Linked DNA regions of Mus musculus: all the other regions are linked to region 1. A link is a contact called in public Hi-C, HiChIP or PLAC-seq and promoter capture Hi-C data. All regions are on one chromosome and are shown on one strand. Each heading gives the region's core, a stretch centred on a gene start, on an enhancer-like site or on the middle of the called end of the contact. The rest is flanking DNA. Distances are from core to core; before and after follow the strand shown.

Evidence for each region. Promoter capture Hi-C pulls out the DNA fragments that hold promoters and counts their contacts. A called contact is a pair of places that touch in the nucleus more often than the background predicts. HiChIP or PLAC-seq counts read pairs in DNA pulled down with a chosen protein or histone mark.
Region 2: a contact with region 1 is called in a promoter capture Hi-C map of liver, with 2.0 times the contacts expected there. The contact joins the enhancer-like site here to the promoter of Arid5b in region 1. A contact is called at or near these places in 5 of 39 promoter capture datasets (the 3T3-L1 cell line, 3T3-L1-derived adipocytes, hippocampal neurons and 1 more), 5 of 484 Hi-C or Micro-C datasets (Sertoli cells, cortical neurons, liver and 1 more) and 5 of 115 datasets of contacts at active chromatin or transcription factors (CD8 T cells, effector CD8 T cells, embryonic limb bud and 2 more).
Region 3: a contact with region 1 is called in a Hi-C map of embryonic stem cells, with 4 times the contacts expected there. The contact joins the enhancer-like site here to the promoter of Arid5b in region 1. A contact is called at or near these places in 8 of 39 promoter capture datasets (3T3-L1-derived adipocytes, the HPC-7 cell line, embryonic stem cells and 3 more), 1 of 15 datasets of contacts at CTCF or cohesin (CD8 T cells), 27 of 484 Hi-C or Micro-C datasets (CD4 T cells, CD8 T cells, Th1 cells and 12 more), 22 of 115 datasets of contacts at active chromatin or transcription factors (CD8 T cells, the SCID.adh cell line, bone marrow-derived macrophages and 13 more) and 3 of 9 other capture datasets (adipose tissue, embryonic stem cells and liver).
Region 4: a contact with region 1 is called in a promoter capture Hi-C map of liver, with 2.6 times the contacts expected there. The contact joins the enhancer-like site here to the promoter of Arid5b in region 1. A contact is called at or near these places in 6 of 39 promoter capture datasets (3T3-L1-derived adipocytes, the C10 cell line, embryonic stem cells and 3 more), 1 of 15 datasets of contacts at CTCF or cohesin (CD8 T cells), 24 of 484 Hi-C or Micro-C datasets (CD4 T cells, ECoMG-derived neutrophils, Th1 cells and 10 more), 19 of 115 datasets of contacts at active chromatin or transcription factors (bone marrow-derived macrophages, cardiomyocytes, embryonic forebrain and 9 more) and 1 of 9 other capture datasets (adipose tissue).
Region 5: a contact with region 1 is called in an H3K4me3 HiChIP or PLAC-seq map of bone marrow-derived macrophages, with 4 times the contacts expected there. The contact joins the enhancer-like site here to the promoter of Arid5b in region 1. A contact is called at or near these places in 7 of 39 promoter capture datasets (the 3T3-L1 cell line, 3T3-L1-derived adipocytes, the C10 cell line and 2 more), 1 of 15 datasets of contacts at CTCF or cohesin (embryonic stem cells), 18 of 484 Hi-C or Micro-C datasets (B cells, CD4 T cells, the HL-1 cell line and 10 more), 15 of 115 datasets of contacts at active chromatin or transcription factors (bone marrow-derived dendritic cells, bone marrow-derived macrophages, cardiomyocytes and 10 more) and 3 of 9 other capture datasets (adipose tissue, embryonic stem cells and liver).
Region 6: a Hi-C map of nephron progenitors shows a contact between it and region 1, with 5 times the contacts expected there. The contact joins the enhancer-like site here to the promoter of Arid5b in region 1. A contact is called at or near these places in 6 of 39 promoter capture datasets (the 3T3-L1 cell line, the HPC-7 cell line, hippocampal neurons and 2 more), 26 of 484 Hi-C or Micro-C datasets (B cells, CD4 T cells, CD8 T cells and 16 more) and 10 of 115 datasets of contacts at active chromatin or transcription factors (bone marrow-derived dendritic cells, bone marrow-derived macrophages, craniofacial prominence and 7 more).

What each region holds. Positions count from the first base shown.
Region 1 is chr10:68,277,331-68,280,082 of GRCm38.p6, forward strand. It overlaps Arid5b (AT rich interactive domain 5B (MRF1-like)), which reads right to left and starts at 1,396. Exons shown (of 10, transcript NM_023598.2): 1 at 1,360-1,396; 2 at 600-854. The coding sequence starts at 1,380.
Region 2 is chr10:68,520,916-68,523,667 of GRCm38.p6, forward strand. All of the region lies in intron 3 of Cabcoco1 (ciliary associated calcium binding coiled-coil 1), which reads right to left. Among named protein-coding and RNA genes, the nearest start is that of Gm32872, 6.7 kb to the right of the region's middle. Within about 2 kb of position 1,431, at least 12 of the 459 cell types and tissues checked have an H3K27ac peak or open chromatin away from gene starts, as enhancers often do. A contact at or near this core is called in 3T3-L1-derived adipocytes and liver, where this site is marked.
Region 3 is chr10:68,042,831-68,045,582 of GRCm38.p6, forward strand. Rtkn2 (rhotekin 2) reads left to right here. Exons shown (of 12, transcript NM_001359319.1): 12 at 1-1,034. Among named protein-coding and RNA genes, the nearest start is that of Rtkn2, 65 kb to the left of the region's middle. Within about 2 kb of position 1,386, at least 37 of the 459 cell types and tissues checked have an H3K27ac peak or open chromatin away from gene starts, as enhancers often do. A contact at or near this core is called in the SCID.adh cell line, Th1 cells, embryonic stem cells and 1 more, where this site is marked.
Region 4 is chr10:68,059,700-68,062,451 of GRCm38.p6, forward strand. No RefSeq gene overlaps it. Among named protein-coding and RNA genes, the nearest start is that of Rtkn2, 82 kb to the left of the region's middle. Within about 2 kb of position 1,397, at least 28 of the 459 cell types and tissues checked have an H3K27ac peak or open chromatin away from gene starts, as enhancers often do. A contact at or near this core is called in adipose tissue, cardiomyocytes, heart atrium and 3 more, where this site is marked.
Region 5 is chr10:68,104,027-68,106,778 of GRCm38.p6, forward strand. All of the region lies in intron 8 of Arid5b (AT rich interactive domain 5B (MRF1-like)), which reads right to left. Among named protein-coding and RNA genes, the nearest start is that of Gm51770, 46 kb to the right of the region's middle. Within about 2 kb of position 1,350, at least 191 of the 459 cell types and tissues checked have an H3K27ac peak or open chromatin away from gene starts, as enhancers often do. A contact at or near this core is called in B cells, the HL-1 cell line, Th17 cells and 17 more, where this site is marked.
Region 6 is chr10:68,445,405-68,448,156 of GRCm38.p6, forward strand. The region is part of intron 5 of Cabcoco1 (ciliary associated calcium binding coiled-coil 1); the gene reads right to left. Among named protein-coding and RNA genes, the nearest start is that of Gm40683, 60 kb to the left of the region's middle. Within about 2 kb of position 1,422, at least 135 of the 459 cell types and tissues checked have an H3K27ac peak or open chromatin away from gene starts, as enhancers often do. A contact at or near this core is called in B cells, CD8 T cells, the HPC-7 cell line and 13 more, where this site is marked.

The sequences.
Region 1 (2,752 bases), core at 146-2,645:
ATCCCAGTACCTGTCATTTATCACTTCAGTCAACACGCCTTTGCCAACTCAATTGCTTTTGATCTCATTCTGCCTCCGTTTCGTAATTTCCGCCCTCTTAAACATATCAAATACTTAAAAGAAAAAAAAAAAACGTGAACAATATCAAAACCCACTAAAAGAAAGCTACCCAGCCCAGGAGCCAGGCATGAAGTAAAAAAATTAAAAAAATTAAAAAGCAAAAAATATGTACATTAAAATATGTATATTAAAGCATGAGATATTAATCTTCAAGAAGAGGTAGCTAAACGAACACACACACACACACACACACACACACACACACACACACACACACCCTGGAACAAAACCCTTCTTGACAAGTTATTTGATCTTGACTAAAATCAGCAGTTGGACGGTCTTTGTAAAGCTGACAGCCAAACTCTGACAATGGTAAAATACTCCAGCCCCAGTTAGTGGCGCTACCCCTTTAAAAAACGAGCGGATCCTGCTCACCGCAGAACTGAATACAGTATTTTCAAGCTTGCCTTATAATACGCATTACTGGAGGGGGGGGGTAGATAATAAAGAAGGAAGAGAGGGAGAGATAGGTTTACCACCTCGCCATGGTCGCTATTTCTGCCCTGGGGAGTGTCTTCGGGGAGGAAATAAAGTTTCGAGCTGGATAAAAGTTGCCGGCTGGTCCTTTCTTCCCACAACAGCTGGAGCTCCGCTATGCAAATCGGATCCTTTGGCGTACATCTTACAAAGAAAAAGTCGCCAAGGGACAAGATTCTTGGTTTGCCTTCAAGGTGGAATTGAAAAGCCTTATAAAAAATATAAGGTCCGTGCAAGCCACACGGTGAGCCGACCCACTGCAGGAGGGGGAGAGAGAGGGAGAGAGAGAGAGAGAAAAAAAAAAGCACCACGTAAATAATGTAGCCATCAAGCACAAATATCTATTCCCAGGCACATTAACACACAAGACTCTCAATACAGACCGGCCCACAGATAGAACGCTGGGTGAAAAAATATTACAAAACCCACTAATTTTCTGCCTCCCTTAAAAAAAAAAAAAGAAAGAAAGAAAAAGAAAAGAAAAGAAAGAAAGAAAGAAAAGAAAAGAAAAAAAAAGCCCTCCGGGTCCCCACCACCCCTCCCCAGTTCCCCATATGAGGCGATAAAATTACATTATGTAGGTATGATCAGCGCAGGGATTTTTAAAAAAAACAATAAAAATGATTTTGGGGGGATGCAGAGGGTAAAAGTTTGGTAAAAAGTTTGTGGGGGGTGTGAGGGGGTGTGAGGGGGTGGGTGAGCTGGGGGGCTGGGGGGTGCCGGGGGGCGCCGGGACCGCAGGAGCGGAGGAGAGCGAAATACCTGGAGTGAGTTGGGCTCCATCTCGACGTTCTGAATTGATTGAACTCAACATTCTCTCCAAACTTGTTGGCTTGAATGGATTGCATCAGGTCCTGGCAGGGGAAAGCATTCTCTGCTTGCAGCCGGCGTGATGTCTCAATATAAAACTAAGCTCTAGCCTCCCCCTCAGCACCAAAATGATTGAAAATATATCCTAATATTTCCTCGAAGACTCAATTTTCATCTCCTGTAAAAAAGATGTGGGTTTGCTGCCAAAGATGGGTTGATCAAATTCGAAATAGGGAGAAGGGCTAAGTCCGACCTCGGCGGGAAGAGAATGGATCAAGGCAAAAAGCAGACAGGAAGATGTAAAAAAAAATTGAAACCCATCCTAAAACCAAGTAATGAGGGTATCTTTCTCTTCTCAGTTCCTCGTGTCTGTGGGTAACGTCGGTTGAGATTTTTGGAGCAGACCAAGTCTCTCGAGCTGCGTTGTGCATCTGACAGGACCTGCTTGTATATGTCTAATATAAAGAACATTTCCTGCAGAGATTCCGGGGCGCCGCTCCTCTTTCTAATGCTCCTTAGCAGATTTGCTGTTATTAGACATGTAGATTTGTTTGATAGTTAAATTACGTTTCCTCACTGCCATGTTTGAGAGAACTAATCTGTTAAATTATCTTCTGATGCCTATTTACACGGAAGGGAAAAGTGGGTTATCGATTATATAAACATATAAATATTAATGCATTTGTTCGCTTCGCAAAAAAAAAATACTCAGCAGGGGGGAAAAAAAGGAAGAAGAAGAGCAGAAAGACAAGTGAGCAGTACACACACGTCTCGTGATTTTGCAACAATATTGAACGGACAGCAACTACATTTAGGGAGAGGAACAATAAACCATGCATGATAAATCAATACATGCGAGCCGCGAGTCTGCTCGGAATATGAATTCGGGCTCTGGGTTCTGCGTGTGCATTCTTTAATTTTGAAGTATATACACTCGTACGTGTTTACAATGCTGATGGACGCCAAGGGCTCTCTCAAATGATAATGTGTTTATATAACCCGGCGCTACAGGAATAATATACCGACTTCTACCCCACCCCCAATCCTTCCCGTGCCCCCCTCCTCCCAAAAGGGAGGGGGAGCTTTCTCGGTAATAGTTTGAAACTGAAAAAAATAATCCATTTGCAAACTAGTTAAATACCATCAGAAATTAAGCTGTTGGAAACGGAGGTGGGGGGTGGTTAACACAACGTAAGACAATAAAGGTTTTAAATGTGTATATTTATTGTTCTGGAGCCCTGGAGCATTGCGCGGTTTGCATGCACGGCTATTATGCAAACAGAGAAACTTAAGAGCCACAGAACAAGGAACAGGCAGGGACTGCAAAACCCTCGCTCGCTGCGAC
Region 2 (2,752 bases), core at 181-2,680, 240 kb after region 1:
ACTTGATCCTGATTCAACTTTGGTACCTGGTATCTGTCCAGAAATTTGTCCATTTTGTCCAGGGTTTCCAGTTTTGTTGAGTATAGTCTTTTGTAGAAGGATCTGATGGTGTTTTGGATTTCTTCAGGATCTGTTGTTATGTCTCCCTTTTCAGTTCTGATTTTGTTAATTAGGATTTTGTCCCTGTGCCCTCTAGTGAGTCTAGCTAAGGGTTTATCTATCTTGTTGATTTTCTCAAAGAACCAACTCCTCGTTTGGTTAATTCTTTGAATAGTTCTTCTTGTTTCCACTTGGTTGATTTCACCCCTGAGTTTGATTATTTCCTGCTGTCTACTCCTCTTGGGTGAATTTGCTTCATTTTTTCTAGAGCTTTTAGATGTGTTGTCAAACTGCTAGTATGTGCTCTCTCCCGTTTCTTCTTGGAGGCACTCAGAGCTATGAGTTTCCCTCGCTTGCTTGCTTTTCTTGTGGCAGGTAGAATATCATCTGTAATCTGTATGCCCTTTTACCTCCCACCTTGGAGACTGGATGCTGGGAACTGGAGCATCCGGACAGTCTTTTCTGTCTCAGGTAGGTAGGCATACACACTGTTAAGGCCTAGGTTAAATATTAGGCCTAGATGGAATGCTAAGGCCTAGGTAAAGTGTTAGGGCCTAAGTATTTGTTACCTGGCCAGCCTGCCATTATAAGGAAACTTTCTCATATGTTTCTGCTGTTATTAGAAAACTTTCAAATGCCAAGATTGATTACATATTCTGTTATGTTCTGTGGATCTGAAAACCAGCCCTGATAGAAGTCACAGAACTGTTTTATATAGCTACTCCAATAAGCCTGGACCTGACCAACCATCCAACAGCACTTCCTACACCTCTGGATAAGCTTTTATAGTATAAGCTGCCCCTAGGTTCGACCCCAACATAAGAGCGATCTGAACCAATATAAGAAGCTTTTTAAAATAAAAATTCTATTTTAAATAGTGGTCAAGTAGAGTTTAAGTTCCCCAAACCTCCCTGGGAAATGACAAGCTACTTGGCAGAAAGAGACATGCATGTGGGTAACTGACATCCTGGTTGGCAAGTTAAGACATAAATGTTACACAAGTCCCATCCTGGCAGACAAATGAAGACATGAATATTAGACAAGGCAAGTCCCCTGCCACAGTGGACCACCCCAACCAACGGATACAAGATAAATGTACAGCAAAGACATGCTCCTAAGGAAATCCCCTATCCCTACATCCTAATTGGTAAAATAACTTGGCACAGATGTTTGTGGATTTTGGGCTTAAAAACCCTGTAAGATTTTAACTCGGGGTCATGGTTCAGTTCCCAAATCTGGAACTGGTCCACCAGTCCTAGGGTGTGTGCTCAGTAAACTATCTCTGACTGACTGAGATCAGTGTTTGTGTGGTTTGTGAGGCAATTCCTGGACCCCAGAGGCAGGGTTGAAAGGTCTTGGGAAAACGTGTGCCAGCCGAGTGTCAGGAGAGGTGTCTCTCAGCTGAGGTGCCAGGCTGAGGTGCCTGAGGAGATTATTTGTGAAAGCTGCAGCCCAGAGTTGAAGATCTCTTAGGAAACCATCGAGAAACAGCCTCTGTCCTGCACTAGAATGGAGTGCTGGAGGACAAAGTTGGAGATAGAGAGGAATTGTGAGAATATATACCGAGAGTTGCTTCAGCCACGTCTAGAGTTGCAGAGTCAGGCACTTACCCTCTCCCACCCACTTTCTCTGGAACACACATTCAACATGTGCCAGATATCAAAAATCACTGGTATGATTTTTAGAAAGACAGCACAGGCAAACACTAGCTTACAATTTATTTAGTTTAACTTTTCTTCTATCTATAACAATTAGAAAGCAATGTAAAGTAATTGAACCCCACTGATCAATAAATATATCTGGTGCTGAAATAAATATTTTAGGTGGGCCCTGAAAACACAGTGATGACCCCAGAAATGACTAGGGGTAATCCTTCTGCAGTCACACCCTCCTACAGCTCATAATTAGCACATGATCCATGCAGACCTATGGGACCAGGCAGGGGCCTTTGTTTACTATCTTGGGTAAAACACAGTCCAACTGTACATTTCTCTACTCACAATAAACCCTAAAAACCCCAAAGTGGGAAGAGATCTAGGAAGGAAGGATGGATATGGTTGCGACAGGATGGGAGCAAGACATCATAAGTAGAAAATCGAACTCACTAACTCAGGATGCTGAGGAAGAGGGGACTTAGATTATTGATTTGAATTCTGGATGGAACTGTAGTTATCAAACACGGAACACATCTGGTGGCAAGGCTGTGGCTTGGGTTAGCCGATGACTGACCCTTTAGACAGTGGTGCCTCCTGCCTTTCTCAAGGTGATTGCTTTGAAAGTTACAGGTGTTATCCTTTCATGGATCTGACTGAAGTCCCACGGGGGAGTGACCAGACCAAGAGGGACTAAACCAAATGCATTCTGGGAGACCTAGGTAAATAAGAAGACTCTAGATTTCTAACAGTAAAACAACTTGGGGTGGGATCAGGTAAAGGGACACTTGCTAGCTTTAAGCCTTATCTTGAAACTCCTGCATCCAAGATGAAGATGACCGTGCTGCTGTGGCAGAAACACAGGAAGTGCACTGGAAAGCCTTGGTCTACACGGGAGCGCTTTCAAGTTGATGCTTCCGGTACCACTTCATCGTGTACCCATTTGTGTCCTTCTCTGAATGTGCTTTTTCCAAGGGGTTCCATGTTTCCATCCACTGGGT
Region 3 (2,752 bases), core at 136-2,635, 230 kb before region 1:
TTTTTTTTGAGTGAGGGCTGATGTCGGTTATTGATATTGCCCGTTAAAAGTCATATTCATTCAGTAATCACATTGGCGTCATTTCCATAGAAGGTAATTTCCATGGCAACTAATCACAGTGACCCAAACAGGATTATAAATTGAATAGGGGGGATAACTAGCAAGAGAATGAATATCTTAAGTGGACAAAAAGAAAAACCCACTTTTTATAATAACCCCTTTTGTAAACAAGAACAGCGGAACGGTTTTAAAATGTCATCATAATTTCCAAGCAAAACTTCCCAGAGGGTATTAAAACAGTCCTGAACAGACCAGGACCTCCCAAGCCCTAACGGGCACCACAAACCATCACACTGAAGGAAGGAGGCTCCAGGCTGCTGAGCTCTGTCCATCTGGATGGGAACTACATCTGTGTAAAGTGGCCAACAAAGGTATTGATCGGACCAACCCATTCATCGCTTTTAGGGGATAGTTTGTCTGTTTTGTCTTGTTTTTGTTTCTCATTTCTGCACAGTGCTCCTCTAACTAACAGGTAATATGTACACTATTGCTTGCCCAGGACCCCCAGTAAAAAAGGGGAACCCGAGAGCAGCGACAAAGGGCCCTCTGTGAAGGCAGAAGGCAGAAGCTGTGTGGAGACTCCTACAGCCATGGAAACTTGAAGAATAGGTGGCCGTGGTTTTGTTTTTGTTTTAATCTAACAGGGTCTCAAAAGTTTTGGTGGTAATTGCCATTTCTTTCTTTTTAATACTTACTTTATGTATTTAAGTACACCATAGCTGTCTTCAGACACACCAGAAGAGGGCATCAGATCCCATTACAGATGGTCATGAGCCACCATGTGGTTGTTGGGAACTGAACTCAGCACCTCTGGAAGAGCAAGTCCTGAGCCATCTCTCCAGCCCCAGTAAAGTTGTATTTTTTGCTTGAAAATGCCTCTGTTAGCCCTCACCGATATCTTCAACAATGCCCATGAACTTTTGATGCAACCTCTTTTTTTTTTTTTTTTTTTTTAATTAAAAGATGCTGCTGGCAAAATTGCTTCTGATTCCTGGCACCCAAGTGCCCCCGTCCCTCCCCGCTGTGCCCCTCACTTACTGTGTTCCTCTATTGCAGGCCGGGATTTAAATTCACCAGCCACTTCTGATTTCGTGTGCAAGTTGCCGCTGGAAGAATTTAGGGTGTGTGTGTGTGTGTGTGTGTGTGTGTGTGTGTGTGTGTGTATGTATGTATGTGTTCCTGGAGACACTCTGGAGGAGTTGTGTTCTCAGAGGGCAGCTTTGCACCAGGTCTGAAACCAGCCTCCTTCCCAGAGCCTCATGGTGAGTGAAGCTCTGCCCAACCCCCACCAGTTCCTGGAGGTTCCTCTCTGTATCACTCTGCTCATCAAATGCTAGGTCACGCCCACCCCGCACAACAAAAGAAGTTAGGACAGGCTTGTCCTTCTCTCTCTTACTCCCCTCCTTCTAACCCTTTCCACCTTCCTTCCCTCTTGTCTCACGTTCCTTCACAACTTAAAAATATCCGGAGATACTGACTTAAAAGCTTCCAAGGAATTTTTAAGAAGTTTTCCCTCATTTGCTGAACTAGAACGCAGAGCGGAGGGATGCGTGATAGGAAAGGTGAGGCAGCTTTGTGTGAGCAGGTCGTCCTCCAGTGTCCTTCCGAATCATTTCTTCGCTAACAGATCTTGATAACATTTAAAATTGGAGAAACTTAATAGAAAAAAATCCCAGATATTTCATATTAAGGTGCTTTCCATGACGGAGAGATAACGTCTCTGGCAGTTGCACTTACACCTCTAGGTCTGTGCTATAAATTACAAACAGCAATTTCCTTATTTTGACATCTTTCGAAGAGAAAGAACACCCTTTTAAACGTAAATACACACTTCTCAAGCTAAAATCCATCCGAAACACCAAGCACGGCCCGCGCTTGCTGATTTCACAGGTTTTTAACTGTCTGCACTGTTCCACACACAACTTTCAAGCAGATATGGCTGTGTGTAGAAAACCACACATTCCTTATCAATATTTGTCTCTGCCTTTTAGGAGAAAATCTCCCTCACTTAGCACTGTTCATTAAAAATCAATAGGAACGGTCTCTTAGAGACCACCGGTGCAAGGTAGGTAGGCAATGCTGGCAAGTCTTCCCTTTAGATACCTCGGCCACCTACTGTGAAGTTAATTAATTCAGTCCAAATTGAAATTATAGGGGCATTTGGAGTAGTTTGTGTTCAATGCCATTTAAATGCAATCGCCTGTGCAACTCAGCAGGGGCAGCCATGTTAGAGATGCTGCAGATGCCTGGAGCAAGGGGGGAAGAAAGAGGCTTCTTGCAGTGAATTGTATCTCCGAGCCAGAACTTTCCGGAACTCATTGGTTCGTTCAAGAGTGCGTTGGTGGGTAGCAGTTAAGGTGCAATTAATGACCATTTACATTCTGGCAGTTGTCTTCTCTGTCCTGTGCAGTTTCAACGGCATTTCTAGATGGGCGGGGATGGCGTTTCCCTTTAATCTCAGTACTGGGGAGGCAGAGGCAGGCAGATCTCTGGGTTTGAGGCCAGCCTGGTCTATGGAGCGAGTTCTAGGACAGCTACACCAACAAACATGTCTTGAAAAGCTAAAAAAAAAAAAAGCATTTCTATTTTTTTTAATTTTTATTGAGAGACTCTTTCTGTCTCTGTCTGGGTATATGTGCGCACACACACACACACACACACACACACACGCATGCATGCATATGTATACACA
Region 4 (2,752 bases), core at 147-2,646, 220 kb before region 1:
TTGTAATCCTCCAGGGACATTACCATTTTATAAATCGCACCAAAAAAAAAAAAATTTCTCATTATTTCTGCTCCCTGGTAGTTTGGATTCAGGAGAAATGGGAATTTACTGTAATACTTTGAGTTATTGAGTTCTGGAAGCTCACAGCACTTCAAATATACATGCATTATATCACTTATCTTGCTCATGAAATTTACAAATGGAAACAGTTAGTAATGGGTGGATTTTTAGATACAAAGTCTGTTCCTTGAAGTTCTAATGAATAATTCTTCCATTTGGCATTTCTAAACCGACACTGGCTTGCTTTTCTATTGCAGCACATAATATAATATACACATCAGCTGAAGATCAAATAGGCCTAAGGCTAGCAGCAAAGAAATTTGAACTATAATTTTATTGTATTTTAAAGTATATAGTAATCTGATTCCACATTTCAGCTCATAAATGTTCTGATGAACCTGGATGGTACAATTTCTTTTCATATCAACGAAAAACTCCAGTCTGACACCATAAAAGCCAATACATTTGCATGTACTCATGGTTTTTTATCAAACTAAAAATATTCAAACTGTACGTGGAAAAAAGACTGTTTTAATTTAAAAGATGTTTTGTTCTTGTCTTCATCCTCAAACTCAGTGTAATTGTGCTTTCTATTTATGGATTAACTGTGGCCAAATATAATATATTTAATATATAAATGACTCTTGTCACGCTTGCAAATATCTCTCTCCCTTAAAATGTAATTAGTTTCTCTCTGCTGCTAAAAAATTTAATGCACTCAAAAGCCAGGGCTTATTTCTGCATCTCCTGCTGTTTGGGGAGTATCTGTCCTCCCACTACCAAGCACAGATAATCAAACGTGAGCCTAGAGAAAAAAAAAATCCTCCATTTAGGCAACATGAATCTGTACTAAATCTGATGTAACAGATTAATACAGAGCACGAGGTACATTCAATAGGAAAATGGCATTTAAATATTAATACTAGATAAATACACTCTTGCTTCTGTCCTTGATAATTTATAAGTCATATGCTTCTAGACAGAAATAAATCATTCTTCGTTTATATCGTTGCTGGGAAACAAGCAGAAACACGGAAAGCAAGGCCCAGCTTTCCTCCTTAGTCCTGACAGGGTCCAGTTTCTACCTCATTCTCTTGCCGCCTTCATCTGTGTCCCAACTGGTGTCCGATCCTAGTCTGGTTTCTCGTATTAAATGTATATTTCTCCAACCAATATCTGAAGTGGTAATGTTCCAACAGTCCAAATGTCGATTATGAAAACAAACATTTGCTTCTCGAGCAAATGTTTTCACACAAAGGCATTTGATTCCCCGTACTGGAGCAAACAAACATTTGTTCTAGGCGCTTAAAGCAGCCAAAAGTTCCTGCTGAAACATTCTGCAGGCTGGCTGGCTTGACTCCCTGGAGCAGGACTTGGTGATGTCCGAGGGTGCCTGAGAGGCCAGTTGCCGGCCTTCGCCGCTCTTCCCAGTACACGGAGCCCACTAAGAAGCTGAAACATTTTTAAAGCACAGTTTGGAAGATAATGTGTGTTTAGTCGTGATGTCTCCATTAGAATATGTCTTAAGAATACTTCATTTGTTAGAACAAATTCAGCCTTGCACCTCGTAATCCTAGGACTGAGTTCTTTGGAAAATTCACAAAGCCATTTCACACATAAAACCACTCAGGCAATTTGGTGGTCATTATTTATGCAGCGGCCTGCAAGCACTCCCCCTACGTGACTAGTTCTGTCACTTCATTAATGTTTATGTTCTCTCTAGAGCGAGGTCGGGATTATCCTTGTGAATATATTTTATTTAAGTGTACATCCGCTTCAATGTGGAGATTTAGCTTTCACAGAAAAAAAATCCTCTTGTTTCCGTATTATTTAATGCTTTTTTGAAATGAATCAATATTTCTAGGGAAGTAATTTACTTAAATACATGTTCTTTAAGGCGCAGGGAAATTGATTCTTTACTTCTGCTCCAAAGACGTAGTATCCTAGCAACTGAGTCAAGATTGATTCTCTGGCTAGTTTTTCTAAACTGAAAATAGTTCCTAGCTCATTTAAAAACAAACCACAAAATTGTCTTAAGAGGAATGAATAAATGAATGAATGAATGAATGAATGAATGAATGCAGAAAGGGAACAGGGAGCATGCAGACCCAAGACGTCATTTCAGGAGTATTTAGAAGAACATGGGACATTTTGGGGTCTTCAGAGGAAGTTGCTGAATCTGGGGCCAGCCTGGGCTACACTGTGAGTTTTTAGGTCACTCTGGGTGAAAGGGTGAGACCCTGCCTCACAACACAAACAACCAAGGATGCTGAACTATGCTGGTTAGGTGTTTGTTTGCTTGCTTGCTTTTTGTCAACTTGACACAAGCTAGAGTCATCTGAGAAGAGAGAACTCAGCTCAGAAAATGTCTCTGTCCCCATCAGATTGCATGTAGACAAGCCTTTGGGTACCTTTTTTGGTTGATGTTTGACGAGAATGGGCTCAGCCCACTTCTCCTGGGATGTATAAGAAAGCAAAGTGAGCAAGCCATGAGGAACAAGCTTTGGTCATGGTGTTTAGCAAAAAGGTAGGAGCCCTGAAAAGGACGGACCCCTGTATTGGTTCCTTGGCTTAGGCACTGTTGAGTTGGGTCAAATACGTTAAGTGAGGAGGTAGGTGGCAGCGGCCATTTTTGTGATGGTGGACTTGACCTATATTGTGGCCAATGGCTTCCAGCAAAATAACTTCAAAC
Region 5 (2,752 bases), core at 100-2,599, 170 kb before region 1:
AAAAGCAAGCACATTGTAGAAAAAGTCAAATGTGGATTTATGGAATCTTAGGGCCCAGGTCTGTTTAGCGAGCATGCACAGACATGGCATGTGCAAAGAGGCATGGGTAATACTGTGGAGGCCTCTGTGTGGCACTCAGCCAGTCACGAAGATCAACACAACCCATGGGGGAGAGTTATCTTCAGATCCCATTACAGCCCAAGTTTAAACACGTTACAGCTGCTAAAACTGGAAACGGCTCTCTTCATGTAGACTTACTAAAATAATATATGGTTGCCAAATACCTGCTTCCCACCATAATATTATAGTACGTGTTTATATAATGAAAAGCATAACTAGGCAGAAGAGAGAGAGGAAAAAAAGCAGTCTTGTTCATACTTGAATCTATTTTGTCTCATCTCTGAAGTCACCAACTCCTCCCTCCCAGCCCCCAACATACACCAATTCCTCTCTTTTCTGCATTGTTCAGCCTGAGACTTGATCCCCTTTTCAATATCAGAAAGTAAGGGATTTTTTTTCCCCAACCAGGAGCAAAAATGCATTGAATATTTTGAGCTGGAAAAATATTTTAAATTGATTTTAATGAAAACACATTTTATTGTTGGGACAGATAGGTTTGTTGTGCTTTTGTTTTGTTACCATGGGAACCAAGGAGCTCAGAAGCCCTGGTATTCCAACGTTTGCCATTTGTGGTGCCTCCCTCCCCCTGGCTCCCTTGTCTAATGGAGATGGTGACATCACGAGAGACTCTCTTTCTTGAGGAGGAGGAGGAGAAGGAGGAGGAGGAGGAAGGAACACAGAGAACAGGTTGGGGAGTCACCCAGGGATCCCTGGAAGTTATCTTACAATTTTGCAAGTTCATGAGGCTGGGCAGTATTTTCATTCCCACCCCACCCCCCGCCCGCCCCCTATCATCTTTTCTCATTTTGACTCAACTTAGCAGCGGGCAAGCCTCCAATAGTACAAAATATATCTTTACTTTACTGGTCAGAGGCCTGAAGCCAGAAGGCAGGAAATCAGGAATTAAATGTTTCTTGTATCTGGGAAGAGGCATGACTAAGGGTAAAACTCAATCCAAATACAAGCTCTGCTTGTTCAAGGCTTCCAGAGAGTGTGCGTGCATGTGTGTGTGTGTGTAGGTCAACTAAGTGAGTGGTTTTTCCCCACTTCTAAATCATTGAAATATAATTAGAGTTGCTCAGAAGGAGAGAGAAAGGCTCCCAAAATAAAACAAGAAAGGCAGCAGTGAAACAGAAAAATAGTTGAAATACGAGCTTTGAGGAACAGGGCACATTCCCACACAGTACATAAACAAGCCCTGTTTCGTACAGCGACTTCCGCTTGTGACTTCCTTGAGTGTCTTTTTTTTTTTTTTTTTTTTGTAAGTTTTGTCCTGGTGCAGCCCAATTACCCCCACAGGATGTGATCTTTATCATCTGATTATTAGAACTTTTCTCTACAGCACCAGAGGACAAAAGCTACGATCGGTTTCTGAACGTTTCAATGTTCCATGCACACATGTCATCGTTAAAAACAGATTAGAGTTCTCTCAGATCAGCGTTGTCCAATACAGGAAGCCATGTAGGCCTGTATCCTATAAAAGGATATAGTGTAATGTAACATGCCTGTGCCTCTCAGAGGATTGATTCTCAAATATTTGTAGGGCAGAGAAGATTTTAATCAGCTTTGAGATGGTATAGATGAAAAGCAAACATGTATGACCCCACCCCCACCGTGAAAAATGTATCCATTACACAGAAGAAATATTTTCATTGTGCTGCAACTCAAAAGAATGTAGGCTGAGTCTTGGGTGGGTAGAAGCAGAGAGAAAGAGAAGAAATATACTCATTAGTAAATCTGTCCAGATCCCCCCCAAACCCCTACCTCCCGTCTGCATTGAGGTTAGAGATGGAAGGCTGTGGAGATAAATGGGTCTTTCTTCTTGTCCAGATTTCCTATTTCAGATTAGCAAACTGCTTATTTACGATGTCACTAATGGATGTGAACTAGGTAAGCCATCACATATTAAGGGGGGAAAAAAATCCCAGCTTTTCCTAGGCATAAGATTTGGAGCAGCATGAGATTTTATTTTATTTTTTTCCCCAGGAATAATACAAGAATAACATTTTTCCACCTCAAAGCAGAAACAGTAGGGGAGCCTTTTGCTATCACAGAGATCCTTATTAAATTCAGTCACTGTGAAAACACGATTCCCCCCACCCCTTGTCCTTCTTCCTTTAAAAGAAAGAAAAAAAAATAAGGGAGACTTAAAAATCTACCCAAGTTAAAATTAACAAATCAATGACATTATAACCTTGATTTATTACTGTCTGAGCTGGCAAATTATCATCGTACAAGAAATTGCCTGCTGGAAAATAACTGTGGCATTGCTAAATCTCTAGTTGAATAATGACGCTCAGAACACTAGGTTTTTAGATGTGCCTCGGTCTGATATTATAAAATATTCAATACATTTCTCTACAGCGGAAGCCAGGGGTCAGCAAATCTATTACTGTAATGTAAGGAATCTGGCAACTCGCCAACTCTCTCTCCCTTTTTATTATTATTATTTTTTTAAAAAAAACTGAGGTAGATAATTTTATATTTACCAAGTCTGCAATCCTCCCTGGGGCCTCGCCTCTCTTTCTCAAGACCAAAAGCAGCAGGCTGGCATCAGAGAAATATATATCGCAGGCCTTGTCATTTACACTTTGCACAAAAGAAGAAAGGGCCCTCATATTTATTAAGTGAC
Region 6 (2,752 bases), core at 172-2,671, 170 kb after region 1:
GGTATTATCATAGTGGAAAGCCTGTTTTGAATCATCAGATATAAACTTAAAAGGTGAATTTTACCCTTTCTCCTTTTGCATTTCCGTTGGCCCTGCGGAAGGCTTGCCTGCAGATGAAGCTATCTTGTGGAGAATAATATTCTCTCTTTCCCTGAACAACTACCTACCTGTGGTTTGCAGAAATTACTGGAGACAACACACCATGACGGATGGAAGCAGAACTACAATGGAAGACACTAAATCTTTTTGGTTTTATTCTTTTGGCGGGGGCGGGGAGGGGAGCAGCGGGGGGGGGGGGTGACCAGGGATACTTTCTGTTGTTTTGACAGCGTAAAGTCCCTGTGTAAGATGAGGCTGAGGCAGAGTTTATTTGGCTCATTTTAACTTCAAAGAGTTCTGGTTGAACTCCACAGTCATCAAGAAAATTGGGAAAGGGGGTGGGAAGCCTTCTTAAAAGTTTAGTAAAATGAGTTTCATCTAGAAATCTAGCGTTCAGGAGGCTAAACGGTTAGGATGTTTATAAAGTGCTACGAAACTTTGAGAGAAGTCAATGCTGTCATTGTCCCTGACTTTGAAGACCCGGCGTATCTATTTTAAGTAATCTGACATTAAAAAAATGTGCTGACAAATATAGATTTGAAAAACAACACAGGAAGTTGTAAATCAGCCCGTAACCCTTAGCATGGAGGAAGCAAGAGACCAGGGAAATGTAGCCATTTGCTTTAGTCAACCCCAGCCGTCCTGTCCTTTTTAACTGAAGAGAGTTTGCCAAAGGCATGATGTTTACATTTCAGATCTCTTGCTTTCTTTTTTGTCTTACTCCTCGTTTGTGTGCTTCTCTCGTCTCCAGTAGGCTCATAAATTATTACTAGGAAACATGTTATCATAGGTATAAATATTTCCCTCTCTGGTTAGCTCTGCTTGGTCCCCCTGCTACCTGTTTTAATATCTCCTAGTTGAGTCCTAAATTGTATTATTAGGGGCAGTCTTCAGGCTGACAGGGAAAAGGGGCTTCCTGTGTCAGAGGCGGCGCTGCAGGTCACTTTCTGGATGTTGTTACAGTAAAGGCAGACTCACTTTGGAGGAGTCTGGGTCCTTCCTCTTTACACACCGAGTTCTCTAAGAAAACTTTTTGCCTATATTTAGCAGACTCTGCCCGTTTACTCTTAAACACAGCTCGGAAGTATTTTGGTGATATCTAGATTCTAAGCTGGAATGTTCTAGATATCCAGGCTCCCTTTACCCTACTCCAACCCAGCCTGATGTATATTGAAATCCTGGACAGACTCCTCCTGCTTCTATCGAGAGTGAGAGCAGTTTCTTTGTGAAGTCCTTCTGAACTGCTTTAGGTCATCTCTGGTCCAGTTACAGAAGACACATTCCATGTTGCTGAATTTCAAACGGCCTTTGCTCTGTTTACACAAGTCGTCAGAAGCTGCCCAGACCCAGTGTTTTCCTGTAGTGATATAGCATATCTCAGCTGTACAGCCTGTGTGTTCTGGAGTTTTACTGGGCAGGCCTGGGCTTGCCCACTTACCCTATGTTATTGTCTTTTCAAGCCTCCCCCGTTTTCCAGCTTCTTTACCTTACTGATATCAGTGGCTTCACTTCTACAGGACACAAAGTAGAGTAATTATTCCCTCTGCCCAGGCCTAACGCTCAATCATCCAGGAAGCTCTTCGGGAACAGCTCCACAATGTTTATACATCTGCCTTACTTTGGCTCTTTGCCTTTCTTTTCTTTTTTTTTTTTTCTAATGTTTTTTTTTAATTGGGTATTTATTTCATTTACATTTCCAATGCTATCCCCAAAGTCCCCCACACACTCCCCCACCCACTCCCCCACCCATCCACTCCCACTTCTTGGCCCTGTCGTTCCACTGTACTGAGGCATATAAAGTTTGCACGACCAATGGGCCTCTCTTTCCACTGATGGCCGACTAGGCCATCTTCTGATTCATATGTAGCTAGAGACACGAGCTCAGGGCGGGGGGGGGGGGTGGTGGTACTGGTTTGTTCATATTGTTGTTCCACCTATAGGATTGCAGATCCCTTTAGCTCCTTGGGTACTTTCTCTAGCTCCTCCATTGGGGGCCCTGTGATCCATCCAATAGCTGACTGTAAGCATCCACTTCTGTGTTTGCTAGGCCCTGGCATAGTCTCACAAGAGACAGCTCTATCTGGGTCCGTTAGGCAAAATCTTGCTAGTGTATGCAATGGTGTCAGCGTTTGGAAGCTGATTTTGGGATGGATCCCCGGATATGGCAGTCTCTAGATGATCCATCCTTTCATCTCAGCACCAAACGTTGTCTCTGTAACTCCTTCCATGGGTGTTTTGATCCCAATTCTAAGAAGGGGGAAAGTGTCCACATACCTTTGCCTTTCTTGACCCTGCTCGTTTGCATCTTTGAAGCCCAAGTTCTTGCCTTCACAGACCTCAGGCTCCAGTTGTAAGAATTGCCAACGTTTTCTAACTTGTTTTACAAAGTGCAAAGTGACTAAACACACTGCGGGTGCTCAGTAGATATTTTTTAGAGAGAGGATGGTTAAAAAAGGATGGAGGGGCCTTGAGGTTGCTCAGAAGATAATGGTGTTTGTCATGAAAAGCTGGCAGCCTGAATTTAAGTCCCAGACCCCGTGAAAGGTGGGGACAGAGAAAACTAACTCCAGAGTTGTCCTCTGGCCTGCATGTGTGCTCCATGGTAAGAAGATCTCTTCATACACACCTCCCAACTGCACGCACGCACGCACGC